Regions from separate parts of the Sus scrofa genome. Here region 2 is linked to region 1. Evidence: chromatin contacts called from public HiChIP or PLAC-seq data. All regions are on one chromosome and are shown on one strand. The core of a region is the stretch at or near the end of the contact, and the rest is flanking DNA. Distances in the headings are between cores, read along the strand shown. Region 1 overlaps DST (dystonin). Region 2 overlaps DST (dystonin).

Region 1 (5,140 bases), core at 1,684-4,183:
TAGACCCCTAGCCTGGGAACCTCCATATGCCATGGGTGCGGCCCTAGAAAAGACAAAAAAAAAAAAAAGAAAAAGGACTATATTTAACGAGGGAAACTGGCGGGATATTGGGAGATCATTGTAAGTTAGTAAATTGCTCAAGAAAACCATCAGACAAGGCAGACTTGCTTCCTTAGTGGAGCCTTGAGAACTGCCTCAGGTCATTGGGTGGGGGTGGGATGAGGCCTCCTTTCAGATTCAGACCAAGGGCAGGAGCTTGAGGACCGCCCTTCAGCTGATTTGAATACACACCTTACCGGATACCGAGGAGGAGCTACTACTCCCAGAAAGGAAGAGGCGGGCTTTTCCAACCCCCACTGCCCTTGAATGACAAAAACTGTAGCCCACCCCGATCCTCGGGGCGGAGCTTGCTACTCTCACAAGCATCCTATCCTAATCAATCTATTTCTTGCCTATCACTTTGTCTCTTGCTGAATTCCTTTTGCGCAGAGACATGAAGAACCTGAACCTCAGTGAGTCCAGACACAGGCCAAGAGATTCTAATTTAAAACCTTGGATTCAAGTCCCAATCTGGGTGTAGGCTGGGTTCGAGGCCCGGCACGTGGGTTCAAGTCCCAGTCTGGGTTTTGGCTAGGTTCAGGCCGTCAATACTATCAGTTTCATCTTCATTGGCTATGACACATTATTTAGGAGAATGTTAACAGTAAGCGGCTGGTATTTGTCCTGACAGGCTAGCTGCACAACCAGTGACGTAATGCTTCTTTTGAGCCCCACCAAACTTGGCAACAGCCCATTTCCAGGCCACTGTTGGCCGCTCTCTCCCAGAAACGGCCCAGCTTCAGTGTGCAGGTGGCTGGCACTCACCTTGCAAGGCCTATCTGTAATATCAGTGACAATTTCCTCTTTTCTCTAAGGCCTGCCCCACCTCACCCAACTCTCCCTCCCCAAATCCTTATTTTTATTGCTATTGCAATAGACTCATCACCCCACATTAGAGTCAATTTTATGAACATTCTCCCAATAGACCAAAATATTTCATTACCTTTGTGTCTCTGATCTAGCTTATGGTAGTTAATACAGGACTATTGTATGGGTAATGCTTACTTTCAGACAGCCTGACCATGAGCAATGCTCAGAGCAAATGGGGTGGGGGGGGAGGTTGGGGGGGCTGCACCTGCGGCATATGGGAGTTCACAGGCTAGGGGGTAAATCAGAGCTGCAGCTGCTGGCCAGCACCACAGCCACAGCAACGTGAGATCTGAGCCACATCTGTGACCTACGCCCCACTCAGAGCAACACCAGATCCTTAACCCAATGAGTGAAGTCAGGGATCGAACCCACATCCTCATGGTCACTAGTCGGGTTCATTACCACTGAGCCACAAGAGGAACTCCAACAAATACTTTTAAATAAAGAAACACACTGGTCTTCTGAAATTACTTCCCGGATTTGCATAAAGTCTGATGGGAAAAGGCCCAGTCATTTTCAGCAAGGATGACGACCACTGCTATAAATAGCCATCTCGCTTGGCATGACCAGCAAAATCCTTCTCATCTTAAATTATCATAGGGTGAAGATCAGTTATTTCTTTAGATACAAAGGGGCATTTCTATTTTACCAAAACACCGAAATGTTCCATTTTCAGTATATCTTGTTCTAATTTTTAACTATTGGTGGTAACAGTCATAACCGCTTGTCATTTCAGTCCTAAAATGCACTGGATTTCATAACATGCCACAGAATCATATCAGAAGCAAAACTCTTGGGCATTCGGGGTTAGCAATGCACAGGATTACATCTAGTATGGCTAAACAAGGCCCTGCTGTATAGTACAGGGAACTGTATTCAATATTCTGTGATATGGAAAAGGCAATGAAGAAGTATATATATATATATAGTCATATTCAGTTTTGTCTATAACGTTTTTCCATCCAGCGGAAATTAACACATTGTAAATCAACTATACTTCAGTAAATTTTTTTTAAAAAAGAACTAGGAAAACCTATTTTGGTGTTTTTATGGCTGGCCCTCATCTCTCCTCCAGAGATAGCTGAACTCCAAAGAGTTTTCTTAATACAGAATTTTTTTTTCTTTCTTTTTATGGCCACACCTGCAGCACATGGACGTCCAGGGCTGGGTGGAATCCGAGCTGCATCTGTGACCTACACCACAGCTCATGGAAACACCGGATCCTTTACCCACTGAGCTGAGTGAGGCCAGGGACCGAACCCTCACCCTCACAGAGACAACACTGGGTCCTTAACCCGCTGAGCCACAACAGGAACGCCTATAATTCTTTTTCGAATGAACTTTTGCTTTAAGTTTCCTCCAACGTAGGGTTTAAACCTACTGCCTCTACTTCCAACCACATTCACATTCTGCTCTGGGCTCTGCCACCTGGAGTTCCAAGCACCCTCTCGAGCACCCTCTCCAAGGCTGCCAGGTCTTTGGAGAGGAAACCGCTAACTCAGCCTTCATCTTCTCAGGTTCTGGCAGTGCTCCCCCTGCTCGGCCTCCCCTTCTACCCGAAGTTCTCCTTCCTTGGTTTCACCAACACTACGTTTCCTTGTTGCTGTCGCAGGAAATGAAATACGTTGTCCTATCTCTTGGGAGAATGTTCACCAAACTGAGTGTAATCCAGGCTGGTGAATCTAGCCCCACACAGATGAAGACGGGATGCAGAGGAGGGGGTGTCGTGCAGGCTCGGGAGGGTCTCCCACAGTAAGGCAAGGGTCACTGACACTAGAGGGACGCTGGCTGGAGGAACGGCAGCTGCCAGGCGGGGCCTCCTCAAGCTCTGTTTCCTCCTGCTGCCCTGGGCCTGGCCTTCCCGATTTCCGCCCTCTGCCCTCCGCTCTTTTCTGCAGAACTTCAAGGCCCCTTCCAGGAGATGGAACTCAAACCTCTGGCCGAGACAAGAATGACCAGGCCCTTATCATCACCCCACTGCCTCACTGGAATGCGCCCCCCCCCCCATGTTGAGCAACTGACCCTACTCCTCCCCGCCCCCGACCAGGAAAGGCATGTTGCCCACTCCTCGCCCCGTCCCCAAAGGGGCCTTAGATGCCCCCAACCAACCATCAAGTGTATGGCGAGACCCCTCTTCCCCCAACCAGTCAGCAGGTCAGCAGGTGTATCCTGAGACCTCTCCTCTCCCTGGGCTACAAAAACACACGACCACGCGCCCGGGTCGGCTCTCCCTGATCATCAGGAAGTCATCCCACTGCACTTAACATCATCTCTCTCTCTTTTTTTTTTGTCTTTTTGCCATTTCTTGGGCCGCTCCTGCGGCATAGGGAGGTTCCCTGGAGAGGGTCTAATCGGAGCTGTAGGTGCTGGCCTACGCCAGAGCCACAGCAACGAGGGATCTGAGCTGCGTCTGTGACCTACAGCACAGCTCACGGCAACGCCGGATCCTTAACCCACTGAGCAAGGCCAGGGATCGAACCCGCAACCTCATGGTTCCTAGTTGGATTCGTTAACCACTGAACCACGACGGGAACTCCAAGCATCTCTTGTCTCAATAAACTCTTCTTTCTTTTCACCTCAATATGAATCCGGAAATTCTTTTCCGACCGACGTGCATAGACCGTGACATTCTCCACACACGCTCTTCCCTGAATCCTCTGAAGATCCCTTCTTCCTGATAGATTCAAGGACCAGGTGCTCGCTGGAACCTCCCAGGGCTACCGAGGTTCTGTGCCTCCTCGGACTGGCCAGCCCTGCTCACACCCCCCATCTGCTCGGCAGACAGAAGCCCTGGATGCCCCACAGGCCAGCACTTCGGCTTTACTGTCACCCCCACCCACTCCCCCTCCTTCTAGAGTCTGCTGGTTTTTACCTCCCAGGCTCAGCAGTTCAAAGGCATCTTTAACTGCTTCCCCCGCCCCCGCCATCCTTCATGCTCCAGACCCTGTCACCAACTCTCTTACTTCCTTCAAAATGCCCCCCTGGATTTTTTTAATTTTTTGGTCGTGCCTAAACTTCCACTAAATAGCATGTGGAAGTTCCAGAGCTGTGGATCGAACCCATGCCACAGCAGTGACAATGCTGAATCCTTAACCCACTGAGCCACCAGGGAACTCTTTGCTGGATTCAACGTTTCATGCCGACCTGAATCCTGGCCTTTATCACTCCACCCAGAGGGCGCCCCTCAGCTTATGTCTCTACCACAGACTGGGGTCGTTTCCAGCTGCTTTACTACAGCCCGTGGACTACACTTCCTCAAATGTCATTCTTCAGGCGCAGAGGGCTCAGGTGGTCTGCCGACGCCTCCACGGCACAGACAAACGCTCTGCCTCCCCCCAGAGCCTGGGGCCCCCTCGGTCCCACTCATGGTTCCCTCCCTGACATTCAAACTTGTCCCCAGCAGTTGGATGGACTAGCTCATCCCAACAGGCCTCTGACCAGCCCACGTGGGGCTCTTGGCATTTCAGCCCCACTGAAAGTTCCGGATCCTGGGAAAGCTGACTTCCAGGTGAAGTCAGCTTTTTGGTCAGTTCTCAGAGCTCCCCAGTTCTGGTAACAGGGTCCGGGGTCTGGCTCCACGCCCAACCCCACCCCGCACCACCCCAGGTCCCCGAAGGAGGGGTTCCTCGAGCAACAAGGATGCCTAGACCTTCAGGAGCCTGCTGCCTCCACTCCGGTTCCTGAGTGTCCCAGCCACCGACAGCCCAGCTGAGTGGACATTCACCTGTCCTGCCCTGTCATCCTGCCAGCTGACACCTGGTTACCCAGTCTCCCGGTCCCTGGGTCTCATCCTCCAATTTTTTACTGCTGCAGCCTGACTCCGCTGCCTGCCCCATCCTGGCACCTATGAGACTCTACTTCCCTGGCTGTCCACACCTGTCAGATTTAACCTGCTCCCAAATGAGCTCCAGGTACCTTATCGTCCACCATTCCCCTACAAATCCCGTATCCCAGTCAAATTTTTGTTTATTTATTTATTTTGTACTGTTATTATTATAATCTTTTGCTGCACCTGTGGCATGGGGAAGTTCCCGGGCCAGTGACTGAGCCTGAGCCCAGCAGCAACCTGAGCCACTGCAGTGACAACGCTGAATCCTTAACCTGCTGTGCTACAAGGGAACTCCCAAATTTTCAAAAATTAAGAAATAAGGAAGTTCCCGCCATGGCTCAG
Region 2 (5,140 bases), core at 1,212-3,711, 71 kb before region 1:
GAAGTCCACAACTGCCCTGTAATGATAACCGCAGAGGAATGAGATTTTTTGGGGGGTGGCACCATTGCGGCATGTGGAAGTTCCTGGAGCCAGGGATGAAACCCGAGCTACAGCAGTGACAATGCCAGATCCTTAACCTGCTGAGCCACCAAGAATGAGATCACTTGTGTGCAAACTGCACTTGCTGATAATCCTCTTCTAAATTTAATCATGAGGTACATTTATTATTCTGCATTAATTAACCTTGAATGGATATTTCCAGAGTTTCTGCTGTGGCTCAACAGGTTAAGAACCTAACAGGTATCTTCAAAGATGCAGATTTGATCCCTGGCCTTGCTCAGTGGGTTAAGGATGGGGCGTTGCCACAAGCTGTAGTGTAGGTCACAGATGCAGCTCAGATCTGGTGTGGCTGTGGCTGTGGTGTAGGCCTGCAGCTCGACCTCCAATTCAACCCCTAGCCTGGGAACGTCCCTACGCTGCAGGAGAAAAAATAAAGATTTTCAAAGGGTTTTTTAAAACCCTTAATAAATGCGTTGTTATAGGCAGAGCGCTTCTATTGGGGATGATGAAATGTTCTGAAAATGGCTCGTGGTCAAGTACGTTATGAATGTACTGAAGGCCGCTGAACTGTACGTTTACAAATGGCCAGGATGGTGAACTTTCTATTAGGCGCACGTGACCACAAGACAAATGTGTAAGTGCAAGGTTGTGAAAGCGAGGCTTCTGCCTGTTACACCCTCCCTCTGTGCATCACCTCCTGGATGACGAGGTCGGCTGAGCTCTGCACCCTCCTGCGTTTCACCGGAGACTTCTGCTGCGAGTCCACCATGGCCCGGTAGGTCATCGTCTGTAACTCGTAGTCCTGTGCAAAGGAACCAGTGAGGTCACGTTCACCCAGCTCCGCCTGGGGGGGTCCCTCTACTGTGATCTAACGCAGGGAAACCTAACCGGGTCTCGCCAACTTTCAGAAAATACTGCAGAACCCCGTTTTCAGGAATCGCTCCAATCCCGAGATGTTTCCAGGGGGTGATACAAGTCAGAAACATTCAGGGTGGCCAGGAAAGGTCCCACATCCCGTGGGGACACTTAGGGCCAATGCACTGGTATTCCCAGCCTCCCTCTCCTCTGGTGAGGAAGTAGATCTGAGGATCTAGGTGGTGGAAGCTGAGCTTGGGGGGCGACTCAGCACAGGGAGGACAGTCCTAAGGTCGAAGTTCTCCCGTGGAAAGTTCCAGCAAGGTGGGGAGGGATCAGCAAGGCGGTAAGAGTCAGATTCCAGAGCTACGTGGGGTGGGTGTGCTATGCACATGTGTGGCGGAGGCATAAAAGAACCCGGGGTCACCCTGGGACTCAGGTTCCCACAAAGAATGAACAGATAACTGTCCAAGAGACTCAAGCCAACATGGTTCTCAGTTTTAGCGGAGACGGAACGAAGCCACCCCTGCACGTTACCCTGGACGCAAGGAACCAGCCCGCTCACCTTCACGGCCACGGAGTACTGTTCTGCGAATTTCTGACACTCATCCATTTTGCTCTGTTTCATTTCTATTTCCGACACCAGCATCTATAAACACACAGTGGAGGAGAAAGAGGACAAGGATGTCTATACTGTCCGGTAACTAAGATCCCAGGCCCCAAGGAATACCCACACCACTTAATAACACAGCCCTTTCCCCCGGCAGCACTTGATGTCCTCTGGCTTGCGGCTAGAGCACAAACTTTCAACGGTAAGCCACTAAGTGACACACCCTCACGGGGCTTCCACAGCAGAAATTACGAAACTCCACAGGAACGATCTAAAAGAAGACTCGAGACCCTTGGTCCCCACGTAATCCCGATCTAAAGAGGCTAGAAATGACTGGCCATCAGGATGGAACAAAAATCCCAAAGCATTTAACTGTCAAATGCGGCTGCTCAGTTTTCTACAACTAACAATCTCTAGTTATCTAGGATCCCAGGAAAAGTGCCAGAGAGATTTCCATGCCGGGATGAAATGATTATTAGGACTTGGAACACTGTGCCAGCACGCTGCTTTATATTATTCCGTACGCCTTCAAAAATGACATCCAAGAAATCCATGCAATGCAGGCATGTCTGAGTAAGATCTTAGTATTTAGGACTCCCCATCCCCCTCCCTCAAAAGTGGACTTATCTTTTTTCTTTTCTTTTTTTTTACATTGGATGACTTATTCTTTGAATGAGAAAGGAAGATAAAAGTCGTGAGCGACCAAATGCAGACACAACCTCAGTACAAGGAATCGTTATTGACGCACCTTTTGCTGATTCAACTGTGTGGCGAGGGTTTTGCTATTTTCAGGCTGATTTTCCTGAATCTTTCTCTGAGTCGTCTCAACCTGCTGGATCCAGTCATCCAGAGGATGATAGGAGTCTCTGTACTGCTTCAGCGACTTGCCCAGGCCTTCCAGGTCACGTAACCTGAGAGAGGAACCACGGAACAGTCACGGCTTCCAGCAGAGGCGGGAGGTGTGGAGAAGGAGGGACAAAGTAACTGTCCTGGGGTGCAGCCAGCACCACAGGGGTGCGTCCAGGAACTAAAGCCACAGCACCCCAGGCCCATCTCCAAGGGCCCCCCCTGCCTCATTTGAGCTTTTAAACTAGTTTACTCCCGCTGTTGTACTGATTATCCTGGGAATGAGCCCAAGAGACTAAAAGCAGGAAAATTGGGGAGTTCCTGTTGTGGCTGAGCAGGTTAAGAACCCGATTAGAATCCATGAGGATGTGCATTCAATACCGGGTTTCTCTCAGTGGGTTAAGGATCCGGCGTTGCCGTGAGCTATGGTGTAGGTCACAGATGCAGCTCGGATCCCGGGTTGCTGTGGCTGTGGTGTAGGCTGGTGGCTACAGCTCCCATTTGACCCCTAGTCTGGAAACTTCCATGTGCTGCAGGTGCAGCCCTAAAAAGGAAAAAAAACCCGTAAAAAAATGAATAAGACTATTCCTTTTGTGTTAGGATGAGCCTCCCATACCACCTATTTCCCTCTGCTTTTTCATTTCAGTCACTGGGAAATCATTTCAACTTTCTTATATCTTTGATGAAAATGAGCATCAGGGGAGTTCCCGTTGTGGCTCAGCGGTTAATGAATCTGACTAGGAGCCATGAGGTTGCGGGTTCGATCCCTGGCCTCTCTCAGTGGGTTAAGGATCCGGTGTTGCCATGAGCTGTGGTGTAGGTCGAAGACGAGGCTCAGGTCCAGCATTGCTGTGGCTCTGGTGTAGGCCGGCAGCGGTAGCTCCGATTAGACGCCTAGCCTGGGAACCTCCATATGCCATGGGAGGCCCTAGAAAAGGGCAAAAAAAGACAACATAAAATAAAATAAAATAAAATAAAATAAAATAAAATAAAATAAAATGAGCATCAGGGCGTTTCCGTTTCTTTACACCTCTTTTTTTTTCTGGCTATACCTGCAGCATGTGGAAGTTCCCAGGTCAGGGATGGAACCTGCGGCACCACAGCAGTGACAACGCCGGATCTTTAACCCACTGAGCCACCAGGGAACTCTCTTTATTTATCTTTATTTATTTATCTATTTATTTATTTATCTATTTATTTATCTAGTGTAAATGTTACATCCAGCTCTAGGAAATGCATGACCCACGCTCCTCTTACTAAGTCATGGTTATTTGGACATTACAACTTGTTGAAAATTAGAGAACTATATTGTTTTTTTCCTTCAAAAAAAGGCAAATAGACTAACCATACACATGTCAGAGTAGATCAATAGTTGTCATAACATGGAACTAAAAATATTTATTTGTAAGTTAAAGATCTTGCTAAAGTCCATCCTATGAAAAAGAAATGGAATTAGAGCCTTGCAATGAACACAACGAACTTTATATGGATATTAACTCTACAGAATTAATTACATAAGGCAGATAAATGCCTAACACGCCAAGACTACCCAGAATACTCAAGAGAAAGATTAAATCTGAGCTAAAACCGAATGGAAAAGGCACTGACTTATTGTCAATCTGTATGTGAACATTTTGCCACCTCTCCACCAGCTGATCTGCTTTTTCTTTGTGCCAGTCAAGGTCAAGGTCACGCTCCTTGTAAGTTTTAAACATCTCATCACTGATGGTCTTGGCTCTCTGCAGCTCATCCTCCAGAGCGTGGAAGACCTCTCTCTTTTCATCAACCTCTGATCTCCATCGCTGAAACACACCAGTTGGTGAAAGTTAATGAAAGGTGTCGACCCCTCCCTGGGCGAACACATTATTCACCTGATTTTACAATTCTTACAAATGACTGAGATAAAACCAGACAATGGAAAGAATATCTTTCATAGACATAATATTACACGAGGCTGTACTTATAAAAAGCCAATATTTAACTGTATTTTGACCTAAAAAAAAAAAAAAATCAATAATCTTTGGGAGTTCCCTGGTGTCTCAGTGGGTTAAGGATCCAGTATTGCCACTACTGTGTCTTGGGTCACTGTCACGGGGAGGGTTCGATCCCTAGCCCAGCAACTTCCACATGCCTTGACCATGGCCAAAAACCCCCACAAAAGATCATCCGATTTTTTAAAAAATCAACAATTTAATAAAGTTCGGCCTAAGAGAATCTACATATGAATAAAATAAAACAAATTCCATAAGCAAGTCTGCTACCTCAATAAGTCTTTTTCATTGTTTAAAAATGAATACATGCATTAAAAGTCACTGAGATAACTTTTCACAACTACTATGCACCAGCTTTACTCAGGGTTTTCTGAACAGAATAACAGAAATAGTCAAGCACAACTACCAGTCTTTTTTCTTCCTAGATTAACTAACTCCCCTACTTATTTCCTTGATTTCTTAAAGTAACTGCTTCTTTAAGGAAACTATTACAAATATTTACTTTTTAGCTTCAACTCCTCTTGTTGCCAACATGAACTGCCTATAAAAACCTGTCAAAAAGATTCAAATTTCAAACTAAATCTGCAAAGAAAAGAATCTGAAAAAGAATATATATATGTATATATATCACTGAATCACTGTGCTGCACACCTGACACTAACACAACATTATAAATCAACTGCACTTCAATGAAAAAAAAACCACAAAACTTCAAACAAGAACTCACCTCAAATTAAAAATGACAATTTAACTTATTTACAGTAAGTCATGACAGGAC

The links. HiChIP or PLAC-seq counts read pairs in DNA pulled down with a chosen protein or histone mark.
Region 2: an H3K27ac HiChIP or PLAC-seq map of skeletal muscle shows a contact between it and region 1. The contact joins two enhancer-like sites. A contact is called at or near these places in 23 of 47 Hi-C or Micro-C datasets (adipocytes, adipose tissue, alveolar macrophages and 15 more) and 1 of 2 datasets of contacts at active chromatin or transcription factors (skeletal muscle).

The regions. Positions count from the first base shown.
Region 1 is chr7:29,060,019-29,065,158 of Sscrofa11.1, reverse strand. All of the region lies in intron 9 of DST (dystonin), which reads right to left. Among named protein-coding and RNA genes, the nearest start is that of DST, 250 kb to the right of the region's middle. Within about 2 kb of position 2,933, at least 5 of the 83 cell types and tissues checked have an H3K27ac peak or open chromatin away from gene starts, as enhancers often do. A contact at or near this core is called in skeletal muscle, where this site is marked.
Region 2 is chr7:29,130,457-29,135,596 of Sscrofa11.1, reverse strand. It overlaps DST (dystonin), which reads right to left. Exons shown (of 101, transcript XM_021098579.1): 32 at 3,980-4,173; 33 at 2,274-2,436; 34 at 1,481-1,564; 35 at 755-862. Among named protein-coding and RNA genes, the nearest start is that of COL21A1, 280 kb to the left of the region's middle. Within about 2 kb of position 2,461, at least 1 of the 83 cell types and tissues checked has an H3K27ac peak or open chromatin away from gene starts, as enhancers often do. A contact at or near this core is called in skeletal muscle, where this site is marked.